5 separate regions of the Sus scrofa genome follow, and regions 1, 2, 4 and 5 are each linked to region 3. Evidence: chromatin contacts called from public HiChIP or PLAC-seq and promoter capture Hi-C data. All regions are on one chromosome and are shown on one strand. The core of a region is the stretch at or near the end of the contact, and the rest is flanking DNA. Distances in the headings are between cores, read along the strand shown. Region 1 holds the start of MAATS1 (cilia- and flagella-associated protein 91). Region 2 holds the start of HCLS1 (hematopoietic lineage cell-specific protein). Region 3 holds the start of NDUFB4 (NADH dehydrogenase [ubiquinone] 1 beta subcomplex subunit 4). Region 4 holds the start of COX17 (COX17 cytochrome c oxidase assembly homolog). Region 5 holds the start of GOLGB1 (golgin subfamily B member 1).

Region 1 (2,700 bases), core at 46-2,545, 840 kb before region 3:
GATACCAAAATAAAGTGTAAAGAATTTTTTAGATCTTTTGATCAGAAAAAAAAATCTTGGACTCAATCAGGGAAATTTGAATATATACTAAATTTTAAATATAAAGGAATTATTAATTTTGTTAGATTTGATAATGGCAATTATGTTAAAAATCTGTATCAGTTTGAGATGCAGATTAAGGGTAAAATAATGTCTGGGATTTGAAAATGCTCAAGCAAAAGGAGATAGTAGACAGGTGAAACTGGACTGGCAAATTCTTGATAATTATTTACTCCGTGATGATTAGCGCCAGCTCATTACTAAAAGTGGATTCACTCTTGCCTATGTTAAGACATTTCCAGAGTCCTGTTGTGATGCAGCGAATCCGACTAGTAACCATGAGGTTGCTGTTTGATCCCTGGCCTCTCTCAGTGGGTTGAGGATCAGGTGTTGCTGTGAGCTGTGGTGTAGATAGCAGACCCTGCTTGGATCCTGCGTGGCTGTGGCATAGGCATAGGCGTGGCTGTAGCTCGGATTGGACCCCTAGCCTGGGAACCTCCATATGCCGCTGTTGCGGCCCTGAAACAAAAACAAAAACAGACATTTCCATAATAAGTAGTTTTAAAAAGCAAGTCAGTGCGGAATACACCACATCATCTTCGGCTGATTTAATTAGTGCCCAGGGCTCAGAAAGGGGTAGCAGAATGCAGATCAACAGTTACTAACTACCCACCCCACCCCAAATCCTGATTCCCAGGGCAAGGGTTCATAGAGTGTCAAAGTCCAACGTTTAGGAGCTTTCTCAGCTAGCAGAAAAAGCCCCGCGGAAAGGGGATGTCCGAAAGGAAAGCCCCCGACTATTTTTTTCTGAGATTTCCCAGGGATTTCCGAAAGAGGTCGCGGAGTGAAACCGGCAAATCACTGCTGGATTTGAGCAGTAGCCTTTTCCCCAGCCTGCGGGCCCCGCGCATTGATCCTGGATGTACAACTGAAAACTCAAGGCTTGGCCTCTGGAATGAAGCGGGCAGTGTAGCAGATCCTCCCCCGGCCTACTACTTTCCCCTTTTTCCTTCTGAGTGCTGTCCTTTCCTCCCAACCCCTTTCTCCACCCCTCCCGCTCCTTCCCTCTGCACACTTCCTGTCCTCCCGCCCCTGCGCCACGCCCCACGCCTTCCTGCAATCCCCCCGTCTTCCTCCCGGTCGCCAGCCCCGCGCCCCTCCCTTCACTAGCCCCGCCCAGGTTCTTCATCCAGCCCGCCTTTCCTGACCCTCGTCCCGCCCCGTCCTTGTCACTCGGCTCCTCCCCTCTCATGCTAGTTCCGCTCTTCCCTTCTCCGCTTGCGTGCTGTCCTCGCTCCGCCCTTCGTTTCCGCTCTTCCAGGGGGTTACCATAGCTACTGTCCACACAACAGCTAGGTCTCTCAAGTTGGTCCTGGCTGACTGCAGGGCAGAGCCGGCACCATGAGTCATGTTGTGACCATCACCGAGCCCCAGGCCAAACCTCAGATGTCTCAAACCCAGTGCAGAGGGAAGTCGGGGACCTGGGGCAACGTCTCCGCTAGTCGAACGTATGATTTCCTGTATGGTAAGGGCGGCTCCAGATCTCCCTCCTGAGTTGTAGACTCCTGGGACAGATGGGCTTTGAAGATGGTGGGACCTGGCCAGGAGGCTCAGCGGAGGAAAGACTGGCCTCAGGACAGATCCCTTGTCTTGTCTTGGATGGGCAGCTCCAAGCCCTCTGGGTGGTGCACTCTAGGGCATCTCTGAAGACTCAGGTGAGCTGCGTCTTGGAGCAGGGGTAGGGAACACCTGACTCTTCTTCACCCGCTTTTCTTGATAATTTGCACAGCCCAAAGCAATCTTTCTGAAACCCGTTACTGGAGTTTTGGTATCCCATACAGTACCCAATGATTTGCATACTTGGAAATGTTACTGAAGAAAGTTTGGGTGCTCCACTCACAGTGAGGTCAAACAAACCAAAAGAAAAAGGTTTACTGTAGGGCCAAGCAAGAGTGGCTTGGTTCAAACCCCCCCGAAATCCCTGATGGTTTTGGGGAAAAAGTTTTCAATAGCAATATTTAGGGTGAAGGCTGAAGGGTATGTGACTTTTTTTCCTGAGGTCACAGAGGGATGCTTCAGCCATCTTGTGTTGAAATTGCCATCTGGATCACCTGGGTGGGGGCCTTAGTTCTGCAGAAGAGCTCAAAGATAATGTTCTGTATATTTCTTGAGGAGGAACCAGGATCTTGCCCCAAGGCTGCAGTAGTGTTTCTTGACTTCTCCTGACTTGTCTCTGCATCCCCTCCTTTCTCATTATCCACTGTTTGAATCTGCTCTTTGAAACTCAGGTAAGGTCAAGGAGGCTATATGAAGCCTATTTCCTACAAACAAGAAGGAGGGGGGGGTTGGGGGCACACAAAGGATTTGTATCCATCAAGGAGCCCTATAGCATCCTGCTTGGTTTCAGAGACTGACTCAACACTCCCACATTCAAACTGCATAAAATGCCCTTCCAGTTCTCATTCTCTGGCCTCTTCCAAATTTGGCATCTAGGTAAGGAAGGGCCAGTTTATTTCATCTTTGTTTTTAGCTTTCTCTTTTCTTCAAGCTTATTCTTAACCATTAAAGTATTGTTTATAAACTATGTCCACTAGGTCCTTTGGGCCAGTAAAGCCCCAGTTTATTTATCTATTTATTTATTTTTGTCTTCTTGCCATTTCT
Region 2 (2,700 bases), core at 186-2,685, 880 kb after region 3:
CTCTGATTTGCATTCCACTTGAAAACTCCAACCTACTCCAGCTCTTTGAAAAACCCCTTGGAAACCAGAACAAGAGGAATTCGAGGGTAGACTGGTTAATGAGATGCAAAGAGGACACTGGGGAAGTACTGACCAAGTCAGCTGGACAGTGGGATGAGTCATTGCTGAGAGTAGCCCTGCCTTCCCCTGTGGGGTAACAACAATGGATGGGGACCATGAAGCTAACACCTCTAGTCCTGGCTTTTGGGCCACTCTGCCACAAAAGGACTTCACATAGAAAACTGGAAAATAGAAGTTTTTGAAGTATCCGTGGGCTGAGAAGCAGCATGGAGGACCAATGGTCCCGGCTTCTTTCCTGCTGTTCAGGCCTCAGCCTTACTCTCCCATAAGCCTCCCATCCTCATGTACTTTTGAAACAAAGGGCAGGCTTTCTGACACAGGCAATTTAGTATCCTTGAGCTACTGGTCAGAAATAAGGAAGCCCATACATGTTATCTAGAGGTGGAATCCAGAGTAACGTGGTGAGGCCTGGAGTCCAGGATGTCAAGGCTTCATCATGAGGCTGCCTCAGAAAAGTACACAGACTGGGAATCAGAAGAGACCAGGAAGTCAACATAGAGACCATATGTACTTATTTGCCAGGTACCAGCCTAAGCAAATGACAAATATCAATGAAAACAATTTGGTAAATCATTGAACATCCCTGATACTGTTTTTCCCAATGGAAAAGAAACAAAGAGGTTATCCTTGCGAATCCATCAAGTCCCCTCCATTCTGACACCCCGGGACTCTATGATCCAACATTCATAGAAACCTGCCCTCGTGGAACCACCATGCCTTCATTTTAGCACTTGGATCTCAGCACTGGTGTATATTAGCAACTACTACTTCCGGATCTGTTGCAGTGTCTCCCGTGGGTTTTGGCTCTGCTAGCTCACACACCCTCCGAGGGCACAGACTGTCTTCACCTCCCAACTCAGTACCTAGGAGCAAGGGGCCTTAGAGAGGGCCGTGAATTGTCAGCAGAAACCAGGGGTGGTCGAGGGCTGCTAAATCCTGTTCCCTGAGCTCCAGCCTCCTCCTTCTGCTTCTATCCCCAGATGCTCATTACCCACAACCACCCACACCCTGGACTTCTGGCCATAAAAGGTGAAAAGCCGACTAGCAGTGACTTGGCCTCTCAGCAAAGACTAAGAGCCAGGCAGGGTCCTCTCACTTCAACTCTTGTCCTGTGCCCCCCAACTTTCCCACTGCTCGGACAACTCACCTTCAACCGTGCAAGCGTTTGCTCTCAGCTCTCAGCTCTCAGCTCCTCACAGCGACACTCAGCTCCTCTCTAGCTGCTGCGACTTCAGAGCAAGAAATTCTGAGCTGCTGCTTCAGTTCCGTATTCAGGTTTTCTGTCATTTCCTGCCACCCTGTCCTCACAGCTACTTCCTGAAGTTTGAGTCAGTTCCTTCTGCTTAGGCACTTAAATAAAAAAGGATTAAATGCTTGGTGCTTGCTCTTTTGCAAGGCTTTGAGGGTCTCAGAGGTCATAAAAAAATGAACTCTCAGAGTTTATAATCTGGTCAGGGAAGCAAAACATTCAACCAGAAAATACATAAGACCATTGAAGAAAATTTGTTTCCAAAATAGGTGGGCAATTGCATCTGCTTATAGCAAAGAAATTTTGAGAATTTGGTATGGGCTAAAGACTTAATGGAAAAACTAATTTTTATGTGAATTTTCACATTTTCAAAAATCAATCTTAACATGGTAAGATTTCTTTTCCTTTTTTTTTTTTTTTTTTTTTTTTTTTTTTTTTGCCGTTCTCATAGCATATAGATGTTCCCAGGCCAGGGACTGAACCTGTGCCACAAGAGCATCCTGAGCTGCTGCAGCGACAACACCAGATCCTTAACATGCTGCGCCACAAGGGAACACCCTGAAGGGTAAGATTTAAGAAGAAACGCAATTTCTATATCACTCACATTACTTACAACTGGGGTTTGGAACTATGGAGAACAGTTTGGAGATTCCTTAAAAAAAACTAAATATAGAGTGTTCCTTCCTCTGCCATTTTTTGGAATAGTTTCAGGATAGGTGTTAACTCTTCTCTAAATTTTTGATAGAATTCGCCTGTGAAGCCATCTGGTCCTGGACTTTTGTTTGTTGGAAGTTCTTTAATCACAGCTTCAATTTCAGTACTTGTGATTGGTCCATGCATCTTTTCTATTTCTTCCTGGTTTATTCTTGGAAGATTGTACCTTTCTAAAAATTCGTCCATTTCTTCGAAGTTGTCCATTTTTATTAGCATATAGCTTCTTGTAGTAGTCTCTTATGATCCTTTGTATTTCTGTGATGTCTGCTGTAACTTCTTTTTCATTTCTAATTTAATTGATTTGAGTCCTCTCTCTTTTTTTACACTGTTGGTGGGAATGCACATTGGTGCAACTACTATGGAAAACAGTATGGAGGTCCTCAAAAAACTAAAAATAGAACTACCATATGATCCAGCAATCCCACTCCTAGGCATCTATCCAGAGAAAACCATCATTCAAAAAGATATATGCACCCAAATGTTCATTGAAGCACTGTTTATAATAGCTAAGACATGGAAGCAACCTAAATGTTCATCGACAGAGGAATGGATAAAGATGTGGTACATATACAATGGAATATTATTCAGCATAAAAAGAATGAAATAATGCCATTTGC
Region 3 (2,700 bases), core at 198-2,697:
CGCAGTGGTTAACAAATCCGACTAGGAACCATGAGGTTGCGGGTTTGATCCCTGGCCTTGCTCAGTGGGTTAAGGATCCGGCGTTGCTGTGAGCTGTAGTGTAGGTCGCAGACGCGGTTCGGATCCCGTGTTGCTGTGGCTCTGGCGTAGGCCAGTGGCTACAGCTCCGACTGGACCCCTACCCTGGGAACCTCCATATGCCGCAGGAGTGGCCCAAAGAAATAGCAAAAAGACAAAAAAAAAAAAAAAAAAAACAACAACAACAAAAAATTTCTTTCTTCTACATTCCCTCAGTCTCCATTCTTCTGAGCCCATTTTTCTATATATTCATTTGGACAGTAAACTGCTTAGCAAATATTATCATATTCTGTCTATTCTTTCTGTACTGCCGGGATTGTCAGCTCCTCAGAGACAATCACCTCATCTTTCATTTTTGTTTTTCCCACTCAGCCTAGAAGATTGACTGACTAGTGTGCAGGATGCTTCATGCAGTGAGTGCTTAATAAATATTTAAAAACAGTATTAAAATGTTGAATAAATTTGACAGCAGTGCTGCTCCTCATCACGTCAAGTGCCAACACTTTCTAGGTCCCTTCTCTGCTTAGCAACCATTTCGCAACATTTCTACATGTCCCCAGATGGTTCATCCAAGCTGAAGTTAACTTTTGATCCACTTTCCTTGCCTGAGTTATGGAAATATTGTTTACATGTTTTCCCCTAAGGAATATCTGCTTGGTACCCAAAGAACCTGCCTTGCAACTTGAAGTAGCCCTTTTTCTTTGGTGATAGTGGGGAAAGGAGAAGGATGGTAGGGATGGAGAACATTCCCTTTAAGGTTATCCTCACTCTTCCCCCCAAACTATCTTTCACAGTAAGATAAAATGCTCCTATGCTTATTTTCATATTTCTATGGATGTTTTTTAATCTTAGCATCTGAAGAATGGTAAGGATTTTACTAAAAGGTTTCAGTGTTGTAACTAAGATTTGGTTTTTCTTTTTCTTGGATAAGGAATATTTTGCAAAGTATGTTGCATCTATTCATTATTTTATTTAATCCTCACATGAGTTTTGCTAGGCAGACAGAATAGGGATCATAATCTCCAGGATAAGGAAGAGGAAACTCCGAGAAGTTAAGTGACTTCCCCAGGTCAGAGAGATGGACTTGTACTAAAAGAGAATTCCACAGTCGGTCCCATTTCTCCTCTCTGCTAACTCAACTTCACAGAATGTGCCCTTCAGGGTCAGTAAAGCTAGAGCTGCAAGCACGGACAAGAAGCGAGACTTTCCACAGCGGTAGGAAAAGGAGAGGGCGGGGGAAGGCGAGGAAAGTACCTTGCGCATGCGCAGATCGCTACTAGCGCCGGGGACAGAGGAAGGTTAAAAAGCTGTACATGCTAAACCGTTTCCGCCTCTTGCTAACACGCAGGCGCACTTCCTCAGGACAAAGGTCAGCACGTAGGGGGCGGGCCTCGGGGCCCCGCAGGCGCGTTTGTGCGCCGGGTTGCCAAGATGTCGTTCCCAAAATACAAGCCTTCCCGCCTGGCAACCCTGCCAGCTACTCTCGACCCAGCTGAATACGACATATCTCCGGAAACCCGGAAGGCACAAGCCGAGCGGTTGGCCATAAGATCCCGGCTTAAGCGGGAGTACCTGCTCCAGTACAACGACCCTAACCGCCTAGGGGTCATCGTGAGTGAGGGGCCAGCCGGGTGGGAATCGAGGGCCAGAGTCCGGATGGTCCCGTCAGACCCGGCAGCCTAGACGGCCCAAGGGGGACCACGCCACGGGGCGGTCACCGTTTCCAAAGAGTGTTTTAAAACACAGGTCCTCTTCCAGGCCCAGAGAGCAGGACCTTGGCATTAGCCCTTTGACCTTGGGTGGATAGCTTAGCGGTTAGGAGGACGGGTTCTGGGTTCACAAGTGGCTGGGTTTGAGTCCCAGCTTGATCACTTCTCGCCTGGGTGATCATGGAAAAGCTTTTCAACCCTGCTGCTTGGCTTTGGTTTTCCTATCTGAAAAATGGGGATAATATAGTACTTCCTGTTTTACGAGGCTCTTATGAGGATTAAATGAGATGGGGCACGTGACCCACCAGCACAGTTCCTGGCTTGTGCTGAGTGTTCAGAAAATATGGGGGGGGGGGTGTTTTAAAGCTGTTTTCCACTTTACAGTTCACAGTTCATAGAAATACTGTTCTGATGGGAATATAGTGATTTTTCAGTTTACATCTTCTAATAATCCAGATACCCTACAGCTTGCTAAAGCTTTGGGCTTTGGAGTCAGACACGAAGGCACTACCTATTGGCAAATTATATGACCTTGTGCAAAATCCCTAACCCTTCTGAACCTTAGTTTTATAATTTTCATATACGGAAACGATAGTACATTCTTTATAGAAACCTTTTGAGGTTAAATGAGATAGTCTGTATAATGCTCCCAGCACTTATAACATGCCTAGTAGACCGATAGCTATTATCTAGAAGATAATTTTCTGTACAAGAGCTATTTAAATATGTAAATATGATTTTTTAGAGAAGTTTTTTTCCCAACAGTTGCATTGGTATTTTGTAGGAATTTTAGGAAGTTGTGAGGATTGAAGGAAATTTACAGGTGTGCCAGGAATTACTGAAACTTTCTGAAATTCAAATATCATGGGTATTTGAAGATTTAAACTTTATTACTATCCCCATTTTACAGATG
Region 4 (2,700 bases), core at 197-2,696, 850 kb before region 3:
TATTAACAAAAAGCACTTGGCTCCTACCACTCATATTTTCCCACTATGTCACTTATGATTTCTTTACTTTTTATGTGAGGACAAAAAGGGACTGGAGGGAGAGGTGTACATTCACATTATCTGAAGATTCCTTCTGAGATTTGTTCCACAACAGAGGCTGTATACAGTAAGAAGAAATGAAAACCTTTTGCAGGTTGATGGTAATTTAGATAAACAATTCTGAACACTACAGTGTCACATATGTTATAGCCTAGTTGATTTTTAAATTATCTACCTAAAACGGTGGGGGGAAGAGTTTAGGGGATTTTCTGTACCGTTAAGAAATGTACCTTGTACCCTACTATGACTAAATTCGGGGAGAAATTACCAGAAAACCGGAAAACTTTTACTCTTTGATCTTGATAAATCTTTTTTTCTTGGCCGCGGGGGAACTATGTGCAACTTCCCGAAAAGAGATCGAACCCGCCCCACGGCAGTCGCTGCTGAGACCACGTGGGATCCTTAACCCCTCTCACCACAAGGGAACTCTGATTTTGCCAAGTCTTCTATCATGGCCCATAAACCATAGTAGAGCAATCATTGAAAAACGTTTCCATTAACTGTTTCCCTTTACTTTTTTTTAAGGGCCGCACCTGGGACATATGGAAGTTCCCAGGCTAGGGGCTGAATCAGAGCTGCATATGCCGGCCTACACCGCAGCCACAGCCACACAGATCCCATTGGCATCTGCGACCGACCTACCCTGCAGTTTGCAGGGCCGGCTCCTTTACCCACTGAACAGACCAGGGATCGAAACTGCATCCTTATGGCTGCTGGTCGGGTTCTTAATCCGGTGAGCCACCACGGGAACTCCTGTGTTTCTTTAAATCAAGTAGCATCCATCCGTTTACAAGCCTTCGGTCCTAAAGCAATGTTTGACCCATAACAGCTGATGAAAAACCTTTTGTAGGAAGGAATGCCTGGATTGAGCGCGGCGGGTCAATCTGACCTCTCTCTGATCCCTTCAACCTTTTCCCCAGGGTAAGCTACGAGCTCAGTCTACAGACAGCTGACTGCGAAGCCTACCCAGGTCTATAACCCTCAAGAGAGCCCCGCGGCAAAGTGAGGGCCACGACCAGCCCTAGTCCGGGCAGCGGCACCCGAAGGCAGTGCACGGAGCCTGCCCCGCCGCCCCCTCCCCGGCTGCGCACTGACCACGCATCGCGCGCTTTCTTGGTCTCCGGGCAGGCGCAGCAGGGCTTCAGCGGCTTCTTCTCCTGCGATTCAGGCGGGGCAGGGATTGCGGCCGCCAGACCCGGCATTTTTCGCGCCGAAAGCTGCAATTAGCTCTGCCACCCCAAACTCTACCGGCCTCCGGACACGCCGATTCGCCCGCAGTTATTTCCGGCAGTCGCTCCAAAACAGAACAGGAAGTCCTGCCTCTCACTCTGACGAACTGGGAGGAAGGGAGGAGGTAAAGAGGAAAAATGTTTTAAAGGGCACGCGCGTGCGCAGAAGAGGCCGAATGATGGCCTTAGTGCTAGGGCGCCTTTTCCGCGCAGGTGCAGAGAGCCCAGGTAAAGTGCAGCGATGTTTGTAGACCAGCATTGAGAGGACCCACAAATGAGGAGACCCGTAAGGCAACTCGGAGAGCTCTCAACCATACACCCAGCTCGAAGTCGAAAACTGAAACTCAAGAAGGTGAAATGACCTGTCTATGCTACAGAAAAAAAAAAAAAACACTAGTGAAAGCCAATTCCTCTTGAGTAACAGACTTAGCGCCCGGCATCTTATGCTTGCCATTATCTGCCTTACTGCCTTCACCACCCCACTTCACCGCTCTAGTTAAAAGTGAGTAGCAAAGGAGTTCCCTAGTGGTCAGCGCAAACGAATCAGACTAGGAACCATGAGGTTTCGGGTTCTATCCCTGGCCTCGTTCAGTGGTTTAAGGATCCAGCGTTGCCCTGAGCTGTGGTGTAGGTCACAGACAGGGCTCAGATCAGGTGTTGATGTGGCTGTGGCATAAGCTGGCAGCAGCTGTGTCTCCGATTAGACCCCTAGCCTGGGAACCTTACCTCACCCACACGCTTTAAATCCTCAGCTAGTTAGTGTTTATAGCTCCCTCTCCAACTGAATTGATTTCCATATGAATTGCCAATCATAGGGCAAATATATTGGTTAGTAAAATTTTAAAATGCCTTTTCATTGTCATTCCTCAAATTCAGTTAATACCTATCCATCTAGGTAAATAAGTAAACTTAGACAGTATTTGCAATAGAATGGACATAACCATTAAGTTTTTTTCCTGCAGAGAATTGTTTGAGGAAGGATGAACTTATTTTTTAAAGCAGGACTTCCAGGCATTGTTAAAATAGCTGTCTAGGGATACGCACTTTGGTTAATCAAACATTGCTTATCACCTAAACCAGCCAATGGTATTGCCCCTCAAGATGGCTGTTTTCTTGCTCTTTGTACATTCCCTGCTCCACCATTTCCTGCTCCACCAACCCCTAAGTGCATGATTGACCTTTCTACATATTTGTCCCAGGCCCCAGCAATGAGATTGTTCTTATCTAAAGAGCGGTGAGGGCAGTGCCTCTCTGCTGGTCTCCCTGGTAACTCATGTGCCAACCTGATGTCAATTCCCACTGTAACTGGCAATCTCCCCTTCCCCTCCAGGAGCAGAGACTTTACCATGTCCTGTCAGACATGTAAGAACCC
Region 5 (2,700 bases), core at 48-2,547, 980 kb after region 3:
AAAGCATCAAATGGTCATTCCATGGTCAAAGAATAAAACGTAAAAGCTGTGAAACAGTCAGTGTACAATGTCTGCAATTTTTGAATTCTCTTCAACTCTTCCCTATATCTATTCCATGACCATATCCTGTCACTTCCAAAAGAACACTTACTGATTTTGACAGTTCATAATCATTCTGATCATCCAAATTTAATTACTTCGTGCTTCTGAAAAGGCCTCCAGCCTTTCTGTAGTGAGCTCTCTAGTGCTATCTTGCACAAAACTGTGAGATTCTTTAAAAGCTCGGAAAGCTTCCAACTGTTTCCAAAAGTGAAAGTACTTATCCAGCGATCTTTAAATATCTCTGCCCTACTCTTAAATTGTCTTCTCCCCACAGACCAACTGAAACTCTTCAAGTCAGACAAATATATTCCTCATTTGTCGAGGGGGGTTATCTACCCCTAACACTCCTACACACCAACCTGTTATGCAGAATAAACATCCTCCATTTTCAAATCAAATTCTTTTTCCTCCAGAACTTTCTTCAGGGTTCCCTTTCCTCTAATAACCTCCCTCCGATTCCTGGGATTTTAGTCTTAATGGGATTGCAAGGATCATCCCTCTCTCTGAACCTCCCCAGCAACTCAGTAGCAGGATCCAGGATCCTTCGACAGACCCACATTTGCGTTAATAGCGCCAATGTTTCTGTGATCTCCGCCCTCAAGACCTTGGATTTGTTTGGCTCCCGCCTCCCCTTCCAGACACTAAGTTTGTTTAGGGCCTGACCGCAGAGGGGCCGGGCAGGTTCTCTCCGACGTCGGCTGCTGCGTACACAGGTCGGCCTGAGCAGGCTGCTTAGGGAACGAGGCTGTGCGGACAGGGCTGACCCGAGCGCCTTTCTCCGCCTATCCCAGAGGAGAAAAGTCCAAAGGAGGGGGCGGACAGTGCATATGTGCCTGGAGGCCGTGTAGGGCGACCCTGAAACCATCCGGCGGCGCCAGCCGGCGAGTAAACAATTGGAACCAGGCCCTGTAGATGAAGGAAGGTGGATTAAAGGGCCGGATCCAGGACTAAATCAGGAGAGGCGGGACAGGGAGGGGACCCGAGTGTGGCTGCTTCGGCAGACCTGCGGGCCTTGTGGTGGGGGTGACCGTTACAAGGCTCAAGGAAGGGAGGAGTTGGGGAGTATCCCCCACTCACCTGGAAGAGGTTGTTGCCGGAGGCTCCAGCTGCCCCCCTCCCAAATTTAAGCCACGTCAGCTCGGGAATCCCGTACACGACACCCACCTCCGCCGCGCCCCGCTGCCGGACTCAACCACTCGCTGTTGGGACGGAAACTGGGATTAGGATATGGACCAATCAGGGCTATTGACAGGGCGTTACCAGGGAGACCAGGCACGCCTTGTTTGTACCTAACCCGTCAACAATGACCGAGACCAATCAAAGTCAGGAAATGCTCCGCTTCCTCAAAGAAACAGCCAATAGACTCTAAAGAGTGGAGGAGGGGTGGAGTCAGACCCGAGAAAGTGTTCCGGAAGAAAATTTGGGGAAGAGCCGGAAATGCCGGGAGGGCGGGCCTTCTTGGTAAGGTCAGGTGTTTCCAAAGTAAAGTGGCTGCGCTTATTGCTTCTGATACCTCCGCGGGGTTGGTCAAAACTGATCGACATTGTAGCTTGGGCTTTCGCGGAGACTCTGCACTGCAGAAACCAGCTGCCATTAGGATTGCTAAATGAGCTGTGAGGAGGGTATAAGAATGTGGGTTTTGGAGTTCCCGTCGTGGCGCAGTGGTTAACGAATCCGACTAGGAACCATGAGGTTGCGGGTTCGGTCCCTGCCCTTGCTCAGTGGGTTAATGATCTGGCGTTGCCGTGAGCTGTGGTGTAGGTTGCAGACACGGCTCGGATCCCGCGTTGCTGTGGCTCTGGCGTAGGCCGGTGGCTACAGCTCCGATTCAACCCCTAGCCTGGGAACCTCCATATGCCGCGGGAGCGGCCCAAGAAATAGCAACAACAACAACAGACAAAAAGACAAAAGACAAAAAAAAAAAAAAAGAATGTGGGTTTTGCTCTTAGAGTCATAAAATATTAGACCGGAAAGTAGGACATCTAATATGACTTTTTCATTTTACTGATGAAAAATGAGAACCAGATTAAAGTGACTTTCACAAACAGCGACTTACTAATGTGACTCGGACTAGGTAGAACTTGGCATCTGTATGAAAGGATCAGAGATGTTTCTAAGGATTTGAGTTAGAGGGAAAGTAGTGAATACCAGAGAATGCCTTTTAATAAGTGGTGTCAGAACTGGCCCTTAAGCAGGTGAGGGTTGAGGGCTCTGGTACTGGGACAGGAGTCAGTGAGGTGCTCCAGTAACAGTCACAGAGCCTCTAAGGAAAGGAATAAAAGTAGCCAGCTCCTGTGATATCAGGGACTCCCTTGACAATTAGTATTATTTGAATTTATTGAGACTTACTGTGTGTCAGGCACTCAGCCCACCCTATGCATCCTCGTGCTAATGTTTATTACATAAATCTTTGTGGATCAAACATCAGTAAGGCATTTTCTGGTGACCATCTAAATTGTAGTCCCCTGTAATTAGTGTGTACTGTTCTTGGACTTGGCGATATAGCTGAGATCAAGGGAAAACAAATTCCTGCCATTTTGAAAACAATAATTTAGTGAGGAGAGAAAAAACTAAACAGTTGGCTCTTGAACAACACAG

What was found. Promoter capture Hi-C pulls out the DNA fragments that hold promoters and counts their contacts. HiChIP or PLAC-seq counts read pairs in DNA pulled down with a chosen protein or histone mark.
Region 1: an H3K27ac HiChIP or PLAC-seq map of alveolar macrophages shows a contact between it and region 3. The contact joins the promoter of MAATS1 here to the promoter of NDUFB4 in region 3. A contact is called at or near these places in 2 of 47 Hi-C or Micro-C datasets (heart right ventricle and skeletal muscle) and 1 of 2 datasets of contacts at active chromatin or transcription factors (alveolar macrophages).
Region 2: an H3K27ac HiChIP or PLAC-seq map of alveolar macrophages shows a contact between it and region 3. The contact joins the promoter of HCLS1 here to the promoter of NDUFB4 in region 3. A contact is called at or near these places in 2 of 2 datasets of contacts at active chromatin or transcription factors (alveolar macrophages and skeletal muscle).
Region 4: an H3K27ac HiChIP or PLAC-seq map of alveolar macrophages shows a contact between it and region 3. The contact joins the promoter of COX17 here to the promoter of NDUFB4 in region 3. A contact is called at or near these places in 1 of 5 promoter capture datasets (liver) and 1 of 2 datasets of contacts at active chromatin or transcription factors (alveolar macrophages).
Region 5: a contact with region 3 is called in a promoter capture Hi-C map of liver, with 4 times the contacts expected there. The contact joins the promoter of GOLGB1 here to the promoter of NDUFB4 in region 3. A contact is called at or near these places in 1 of 5 promoter capture datasets (liver) and 3 of 47 Hi-C or Micro-C datasets (embryonic fibroblasts, heart right ventricle and retroperitoneal adipose tissue).

What each region holds. Positions count from the first base shown.
Region 1 is chr13:140,565,571-140,568,270 of Sscrofa11.1, reverse strand. MAATS1 (cilia- and flagella-associated protein 91) reads left to right here and starts at 1,295. Exons shown (of 18, transcript XM_003132654.4): 1 at 1,295-1,564. The coding sequence starts at 1,441.
Region 2 is chr13:138,851,122-138,853,821 of Sscrofa11.1, reverse strand. HCLS1 (hematopoietic lineage cell-specific protein) reads right to left here and starts at 1,435. Exons shown (of 14, transcript XM_013980963.2): 1 at 1,268-1,435.
Region 3 is chr13:139,729,239-139,731,938 of Sscrofa11.1, reverse strand. It overlaps NDUFB4 (NADH dehydrogenase [ubiquinone] 1 beta subcomplex subunit 4), which reads left to right and starts at 1,447. Exons shown (of 3, transcript XM_003361882.4): 1 at 1,447-1,689. The coding sequence starts at 1,510. All of the region lies in intron 2 of LOC102162379 (a long non-coding RNA gene), which reads right to left.
Region 4 is chr13:140,583,032-140,585,731 of Sscrofa11.1, reverse strand. COX17 (COX17 cytochrome c oxidase assembly homolog) reads right to left here and starts at 1,446. Exons shown (of 3, transcript NM_001348525.1): 1 at 1,195-1,446. The coding sequence starts at 1,301.
Region 5 is chr13:138,753,400-138,756,099 of Sscrofa11.1, reverse strand. It overlaps GOLGB1 (golgin subfamily B member 1), which reads right to left and starts at 1,297. Exons shown (of 23, transcript XM_021070274.1): 1 at 1,267-1,297.